Linked DNA regions of Hordeum vulgare: region 2 is linked to region 1. Evidence: chromatin contacts called from public Hi-C data. All regions are on one chromosome and are shown on one strand. The core of a region is the stretch at or near the end of the contact, and the rest is flanking DNA. Distances in the headings are between cores, read along the strand shown.

Region 1 (4,182 bases), core at 1,168-3,667:
AAGTGGCATCTATGAATAAATGATTTGTTTGAGAACAAACATCGCCAAGGTGATCCGTGGTGAACTTGGGTGTATCCTTCAGTTCAACACATGTGATGAAATTATTGCTAATGTTTTGGAATTCATTCTTGAGGAAGTGTGTGACTTTAGAGTCACTGCCAAAACGTACAGACTTGCATGTTTAACATTGGTTAGTCACTATGAAACTATAACCACGATGTGGTGTGGACCTTGCGAAAGTGTTGAGACACTCAATCATTGCCATGTGTTTTACCAATGTAATAGAAGGTAATCATACGTATATGCAAATATTTCCTTAGTTTGCTATTACATATTCAAGCAAAGTGTGCAAGAACAATATTTACTATGAGAGTAAAATATTTTAGTGAACAACAACAAAAAATGTTTCGGAGGAGCAAATACTAGTACAGCTGACGCCTTATAGACATATGTTACCTCTATGGGTGAACCAGAGATAATTAATTTACCTACAGTAAATTTAAGACCATCATGGTTGATGTTGTAATGAATTTAGTAAAATTAATGGGTATTTCAAGAACTTATCTTGAAACCATTAATGTGAATCTCAAATTGCTAAATATGGTACCTTCAAGATAATCTCCAAAATGGAGTAGATCTCGCGGCACTAGGGAGTATAATCTGATGAAGTCACTAGACTCACTCGTAGTGCCTTATGTCATGACTTAGTAAAATGTGTGGGACAGCACTTTGTAAAACAATCATAATGTCAAGACGACAAAATGTAGGCTTTATCAATAATCATTGATAATCTGCATGGGCGGTAGATCCATATGACTACCTTGTGATCCCAAGCATCAATTTGAAAAATAACACTTCAAAATTTGCATATTTATTTGCAAGAAATTGAAAATCTCAATTGCAAATAGACGTATTGATCTTGACATGCGTTGAACATGGAAATAAATACATTTCGAAATACATCGTACTCAACAGAGAAACAGTACCGTAGAAGTACTGAATTTATCTTCGCAAGACATTAAAAATCTCTATTGCAAATGGACAAAATTAATCTCAACACGTGATAAACATGAAAATATATTTCATCAACTTAAGATCTGGAATACAACTCGGTACTCAACAGAAATACACTACTATTGTAATGAATAGTAATGATGTTGAAAACTTGATGCTCAAGTGAAAACTTAAATTGTATAGACCTCAAATTAAATGAGATGATCTTGTATCAAATTGCAAGATAATTCAGCAGAGTGAATTAATGTTTTGCGAGAGAAAATTGATCTCAATCGCAGTGAGATTGTTTTCGAAAAAAGAAAACAAATTCAATCGCAAATCAATATTGTTTTGCGAGAAAACTTAATCTCAATCGCAAATCAATATTGTTTTGCGAGAAAACTTAATCTCAATCGCGGAAAACATGTGCTAGAAAATTTGATATGTGGTAAACACATTGAACATGTCAAGTATCAATGTACAAATATTTCTGGAATTTTAAAACTCAACAGAAAACAGTACTAAAATTATGGACTATTTTAGCAGATCTAAAACAAAAGTAAATTACTGCTAGAAGTGTTGTTAGGAGATTAATTGCTAATCTGCTAAACAAAGATGCAAATAAGCAAATAAAACAGGCGTTGCGGCCTGCATAAAGTACCAGCCACAAGCAAATTTGCCACGTGAAGGCAGCCCATCCAGGCCAACGCGAGCAGATAAGGAAGAGGGACCAGAGGAAATATCCACCACCGCTTTCGTTCCCAAATCGCACCGAGACGGGCGGAGACTCCCACGGCTAGTTGGCCACTTCACCGGCGGAGAGGTGAGCCCCCTCCGTGCTCGTCATCTTCCTTGGGAGAGGAACCACCAAGGAGCCCGTGGCTGGAAGCCACGCTGATGAAGGCGCCGTTTGCGGCACCGTTCATGAGATCGAGCGCCGCGTCCGAGCGCGGGCGAGCGCAACCATGGCCTGGTGTGGGCTCGAGCGGGCGTGGGCGTGGCGTGGCCTGGCGCGGGCGGCGGTCAGGGGGAGGGGCGCGGGCGCGGCCCGGCACAGGCGGAGGGGCGCGGGGCACGGCCGAGCGGACGGGCGCGGCTCGGCACAGGCTGAGGGGCGCGGGGCGCGGCCGAGCGGACGGGTGTGGCCCGGCACAGGCGGCGGCCACGCAAACGGGCGCGGGGTATGGGCGGGCGCCACAGCCACGGCGTTCAATGTCAGGCCGAACCACCAAAGGACGCTGCGTGCTCCTCCCTAGGAGTCGCGTCGGGCGTTGCCACACTTTCATCGACCGCCTTCGTCGTCGCGTGGATGTAGAAGATGCGGGTGCGCCGCTGTCGAGGAACCGCTGTGGGCTCCATCGCGAGCCGTGATGGGGAGGGCGTCGGCCACTACTGTCTGCGTCCGGGAGAAGGAGAACGAGAGGGCGAGACCAAACCATGCGCTGGAGGGCGCCAGGTCGAGCACTGGCACCTGGGCTCCAGCGCCGCTTCGCATGTGGTTGGTCATCGGCGACGAGAACGACATCCGTAACTGTCTGGATGGACTGATCTCTCTTGTGGCCTTCTGCTCTCGGTAGAGACACGTGACTGATAACGTATTAAACGGAAACGAGATTGAATGAAAGTGAATGGACAATTAGTCTTGTTTCTATTGATTCTCAAGTATACATACATCTGAAAAAGGTGCGAAGAATAGGTGTATGTTCGAAGACATCCCTTCAGAACAGGTGCGTATTGACAATAGAGAGAGAGGAGACACGATTGTTCGGAGTTGGACACATCCCTTGAGTTAATGTACTGACTAATTTCTAACAGGCATGCAGATCCTACCCCAAGCGACCTTGCATTAGCCACTGTGGCAAAATTCCTGGCCTTTCCAAAGCCATGCACGCCTAATCTTGTCGATTTGCCAGCTCACCCACCTCGGCATCTCATGCGCCGACATCTAGTGCACCGTGAACGCTGAGAACACCCAGTTGAGGAGGACCAGCCTGCGTGCGGTAGCAAGCAATTTGAACTTCCAACACGCCAACCTTGCCAAGATTTTTTCAATAAGCGGTTGCATATCACTCTTGCGCAGCTTGTGGAGGGAGAGCGGGAGACCGAGAAATCTACATGGAAAGGTTGTGCATATGGCCCCCAGGGGTCCGACCACGTCGTGTAAGCAGAAGATGTCGTCATTGATGGCCAACATCGTACTCTTGGTGAAATTTACTTTGAGTCCCGTAGCGTCCGCGAATGCTCGAAGGATTGATCGCAGCGTTAGCATTTCCTGTCTCATTGGGTTGAGAAAGACTGCGACATCATTAGCGTACAAACAAGTGCTTCTAGTCAATTCTCACTTGTGGGCGTTGATGTTGGTCTTCTAGTGGACCACTATTTTCCACCACCATCCCTCGTGGTGAGGATGTGTAGCACCGCGCGGCCGTTCAAGTCAATGTTGTCGATTCCCATATCTTCCGAGAGAAGCTCCTCAACCTGTACACACCGCTAACAATAGCTACTTTGTCGTGTCCAAGTTCTCTCACATGCTAATCACAACATCAATTGGTGGCTTGAGATTAAAATGAGCATCAAATACACTTACACTGGTAATGTTTCAAACAATATGGGCACTGTCCCCATGTGAAAAATACAATCCATTGATAAACATTTTGCGTTTGCATTGGGCGTCCTGCTCTATTAGATAGTGGCCTCTAACGTGCAGTGTGACGTGTGGCACGTTGGCTGGTGATTGTTCAGTTTACGTAGGTGCCTTGTGACGTGTGGCACGTTGATTGGTGATTGTTTAATTTATGCATAGGTGTCTTGTACTTCACCTTCCTCGTGCTGCCGTAAAAACATTGTTTGCTAATATTCCATGGGTTTCCAAGTATAAATAACGGTTTGCTAAAGCACATATCATTGATTTTACTTGAAGATTCATACAGATATTTTCTTTTTCCTTTTTCTGTTTTCTTCTTATGTTGATTGAGTCATTTAGATGTGCAATACTTAAGACACATCTAGACAAACTCAATAATAATCTGTGTCTTACAGATCTCGAAATTAGGGATATCCATTTTCTCCATGCTGTGGACGTTCTCATGAAAAAGTAATAAATTTAGGTGGATAATAGCTTCAGGAACCCAGTTTACATAATTTAGGAAAAAAAATTGTTTGCAACATACAAAAAATGTCAAAATTAGA
Region 2 (4,182 bases), core at 965-3,464, 190 kb before region 1:
TGGCTGGAGGGGACAAGAGGAGGAGCGGTGCTACATCTACCGCAAGGCCGACAACGGATCCCGGCGGCATGGTGCTGTGGAGTTTCAGCGACAGGCGCGTGTGGATGGATACATGCAGGATGGTGGCGTTGTTTGCCGCCGTGGTGGCGTCGAAGGCGGCCCTGGCAGGGTCGGTGCGTCAGTACCTGCTCTGGAGATGGATCAGTGGAAGACGGCGGCGGCGGCCTCTGAGAGTGCGCCAGACCGGTGTGACCTAGTCCCGGTATTGTGGCTGGGCTAGGGCAACTGGCTTTAGATGTTAGGCTTTGGTGTGATGTCTGTTTGGTATTAGGCTCGGTCATTCGGCACCCCTTCATCAAGGGGATAGGAGCGACAGGTGTTGCGAAGATAGTGGCTTCAGACTTACTGATGTATTATACTTTGTAAGGTCATTGTGAATAATTAATAAAATGGCTGCATGCATCGCCCAGATGCAGAGGCCGGGGGTATATACCCTCCTTTTCTAAATAAAATGTTGTCACGGATTTAAGTCCTTGCAAGCCGTCTAATCGGGAAGGTCCAATGGCTCACATGCCCCACACTAGTGAGTTTAACATTACATTTTGTAATTGTGGACCTTATGGTTCTACAGCATATAACCTACAATTCCATGAAGGTACAAATCCTGGTTTAAGTATCTATTTGTAACTCGAACAAGGCATGAGCAGAAGATAATTAATTTTCAGATGCTCAATACTAAACTATAGTACGTAGCTGAAATTTGGGAGTAGTGATACTGGAAAAGCACCACTTAATAGCATTTTCGTAACAAATCTAATATGAAAAGAAGTCTTAGTGGTACTCAGTCTTCCCCAGGACACAATACATGTTGAATGTCCAAGACAAGAGATCACATAGCATAACCTAGAGTATTCTACATTGACAGAACAGAACAAACGAGGTAATCGAAAAGGGAACCACTGTAAATCTTGCTCGTCGGAAATGTGCAATACAACAGTAAAAGTATACTGAATGGCCAGTTTCAGAGTCCAGGCTCGGGAAATCCTAAAAGCTCAATCAATAACCACAAGAGAAAACTCTGACGACTAACCTTGGTTGTTGTGTATCCTGCGGCTAGGGCAAGGACGGGTTGAACCGCTATGTACAGACCAGGCACATTGAACGTCTCAAACATGATCTCCCCGGTGTACTCCCGGGTTTCAGGAGGAGTCAGTGGGCTCTCGGTCAGCAGGAAATAGTGATCTTCTGGGTCACACCTGAGGTAATTGAAAATGCACTGCTGCCAGAACTTCTCCATGGTGTCCCAGTTGTCAACCTGAGCAGTTAATTTTCAGCCCAAGTTAACGAAGATCACGCACGCACATGAGAGTTCAAAACATAACATCAACATTCGGCACCCACCTGGCCGTTGCGAATGGGGTAGCTCAAGCTGTATGTGCTGCTGGAACGTGACCGGGCTAAAGCCTCCTCCCCTATGAGGAAGTCGAGATCGGCCATGACGCCAGCGCTGTGCTGCGCCAGCCAGTTCCCCTTGGCGGTGGCCCGCGTCTGGTCGGAGAAGGACTCGTTGACGGCGACGGCGGTGGGGGTGATGAAGCAGGGCTCTACGTTCCCCGCGAATCCCATCTTGGTGTAGCTGCCACGGTTACTTGGATCAGCATCGCGCGTTCGACCCACGCGCAGATCTGGTAAGCGTGAAGGACAGAGATGCGTACCCGGTGCCATTGTCGATGACGACGGCGGGGCGTGAGGTGGGGTCCATCGTGGTGCAGGGGCGGAGATGAGGTCACCGGCGGCACCACCGGGTTGCGCCTGGCGAGAGGAAAGTCGGCGACGGGAGGAAACGGTAGCGGGCGGCAGCCACCGTCGCAGCGGCGGGCATCCCACCACCGACCGGCACTAGTGGTAGTAACCGCCACCGAAGGGGCCGAGCTTGGGCTGGTTGGTGCGGAGTCGAGAGCGCGAGAGGGGACTAGAAGCTTGGAGAAGAAGGGAGATAATCGAGGAATCGTGGTGGAGAGTGGAACCTGGAGCGAGATTAGCTTGTGCTTGTGCTTGTGCTTGTGCTTTGGGTTTGGTGTTGCTTTGCTTGGCTTTGGGATTGTCGGGGGTGGAGAGCGGGTTGCTGATGCTGCCGGTGTCCTCCAGTGTTGTTCTTTCTCGGGTTGGTGCGGGCGGTGACGGTGTGGCGTGGCGTGGCGTGGGGGCGTGCGGGATGATTGCGACGCCGCCACCGACGGACGGCCTCGTGCCTTTCCTTCTCCTCAATCTCCGGTACTACTCACACTCACAGCAGTGGGCACGTACTCAAATTTCGGCGTTTAGCAGCTGACAGGCGGGCCTGGAGGACGTCTTTTACGCTGATAGGTGGGCCTGACGCGATAGTAGAGAATATTTTAGCCCTCTGTCTGGACGTGGATTTGCCACTAAACTAACAAAAAGAATCACCACCTGTCACATGTTGGTAAGCAACCTACACAATTACTACAAAACGTAACTTTTTACTAGTACAATTGCCGTGCGTTGCAACAAGAGTTTCAGTACAAAGCAAATACCACATGTCACATGTTGGTAAGCAACCTAAACAATTACTACAAAACGTAACTTTTTACTACGACAATTGCCCGTGCGTTGCAACGGGAGTTTCAGTACAAAGCAAATACCACAGGAGCTTCACTACAAAGCAAAAAAACAGGTACCATAAACTATGGTTAGCCAGGTTGAGGAAGTGAGTTGAAGCATGAAGGTCATAAATGACATCTTGTCCGGCCTGCCAAACAAATAATTGAGAAAACACTTAATCCTTCTTGGTTCGACCATAAAAGACCGAAAACAAACATGTTAAATTTGCACCAATAGCAAGCAAAAAAATCAAGGCGCAAGTTGTTTTGGGTTTTCTTCAATAAACAACATCCAAGTTGAATACTCCCTCCGTTCTTAAATATAAGTCTTTTAAGCGATTTCACTAAGGATCTACATACGGAGCAAAATGATTGAATCTATACTTTAAAGTATGTCTATATACATCCGTATGTAGTCCACTAATGAAATCTCTACAAAGACTTATATTTAGGAACAGATGGAGTATTAAACTATGCAAAGAAAGTTCACCTTTTTCCTCATCAGGCCGCGGCGCCCACCCATCATGCTGCTGCGGTTGGTGTTGAGCTGATGGCGGGGTGGCCGCTGAAATCCCCGTTAATCCTGGTGTTGAAGTGCAGTATCATTAGCGGCCCCTCCACTACAAGGCCCTGGTGTCCAACAACTCCTAAAATGAGTAGGACCATCGGCTATAGGTAAAGAGAGAAAATAGAAGGAAAGTAAACCGAATGATGAGAGGAAAACTGATGGTGCAAAAGCCAGAACAAGCAAGCATGAAGCAAAAGATGTAGAAAATCTCAAACCACAAAAGGTGCTTAAGCAAAAGTTTTCACTCAAATTCCAAACTTAAGATCACATTTAAGTACGTGATGCAGCAATTATCAATTTGTAAAATCAACAAAATACATAACCTACTCTTCAAGCTGTTGTAATTAACGCCAATGTTCTCCCTGAGAGATAAAAAGAACATGTTATTTTTGCTTCTTCGTGAAGCATCAATAAACAATTTCCTTGTCTCAAATATAATGGAACTTGAATAAAGTGACCCATCTGCTCATGTACAAGCAGGTGTAAGAAACTATAAATTCTGTGTAAGAAACTATAAATTCGGGGAAATGTAATGAAATCCTTGGACTGCTGAATTTGCACAGAAGGTTTTCCTAAATTATCGAGGAGCTTGCCAACAACTATCATGTAGTCTTGTCATGAATGCAGCCACGTAGGTAAATCTTTAACCAGATTCTGCCTACATGTCTTTTTTTGTTGAATGTACAGAGGCTTCTCAAATACTTCACAAGTTTACAAACACAATGATATTCGTATATCCTTGCCCCACAATCTCTGATGTTCGTCCTCAAGGTGCATAATATACAAACTATTTTCTCATAACAGCCAAATGTAAAATTGGACGTGAACTCCATACTTATCTGAATCATTGTCATTGAATTTGACTTGTTAAAAGCCATGGATTCCATTAATCCGTATGTACTCCGTACTTGCAAATTGTCAAGAACCATTATAGGGATGATAAATCAACAACAACCAATGGCCTCCGCGACCTCGGGCAGCACCAGCGCCGCC

The links. A called contact is a pair of places that touch in the nucleus more often than the background predicts.
Region 2: a Hi-C map of leaf shows a contact between it and region 1, with 9 times the contacts expected there. The contact joins the promoter of LOC123402112 here to the enhancer-like site in region 1. A contact is called at or near these places in 3 of 6 Hi-C or Micro-C datasets (leaf and seedling) and 1 of 1 datasets of contacts at active chromatin or transcription factors (embryo).

What each region holds. Positions count from the first base shown.
Region 1 is chr6H:333,553,531-333,557,712 of MorexV3_pseudomolecules_assembly, reverse strand. LOC123404678 (CCAAT/enhancer-binding protein zeta) reads right to left here. Exons shown (of 16, transcript XM_045098615.1): 16 at 4,078-4,182. Among protein-coding and RNA genes, the nearest start is that of LOC123404678, 17 kb to the right of the region's middle. Within about 2 kb of position 2,417, at least 3 of the 3 cell types and tissues checked have open chromatin away from gene starts, as enhancers often do. A contact at or near this core is called in leaf and seedling, where this site is marked.
Region 2 is chr6H:333,745,958-333,750,139 of MorexV3_pseudomolecules_assembly, reverse strand. It overlaps LOC123402112 (actin-related protein 3), which reads right to left and starts at 2,214. Exons shown (of 10, transcript XM_045095993.1): 1 at 1,716-2,214; 2 at 1,402-1,636; 3 at 1,091-1,315. The coding sequence starts at 1,762.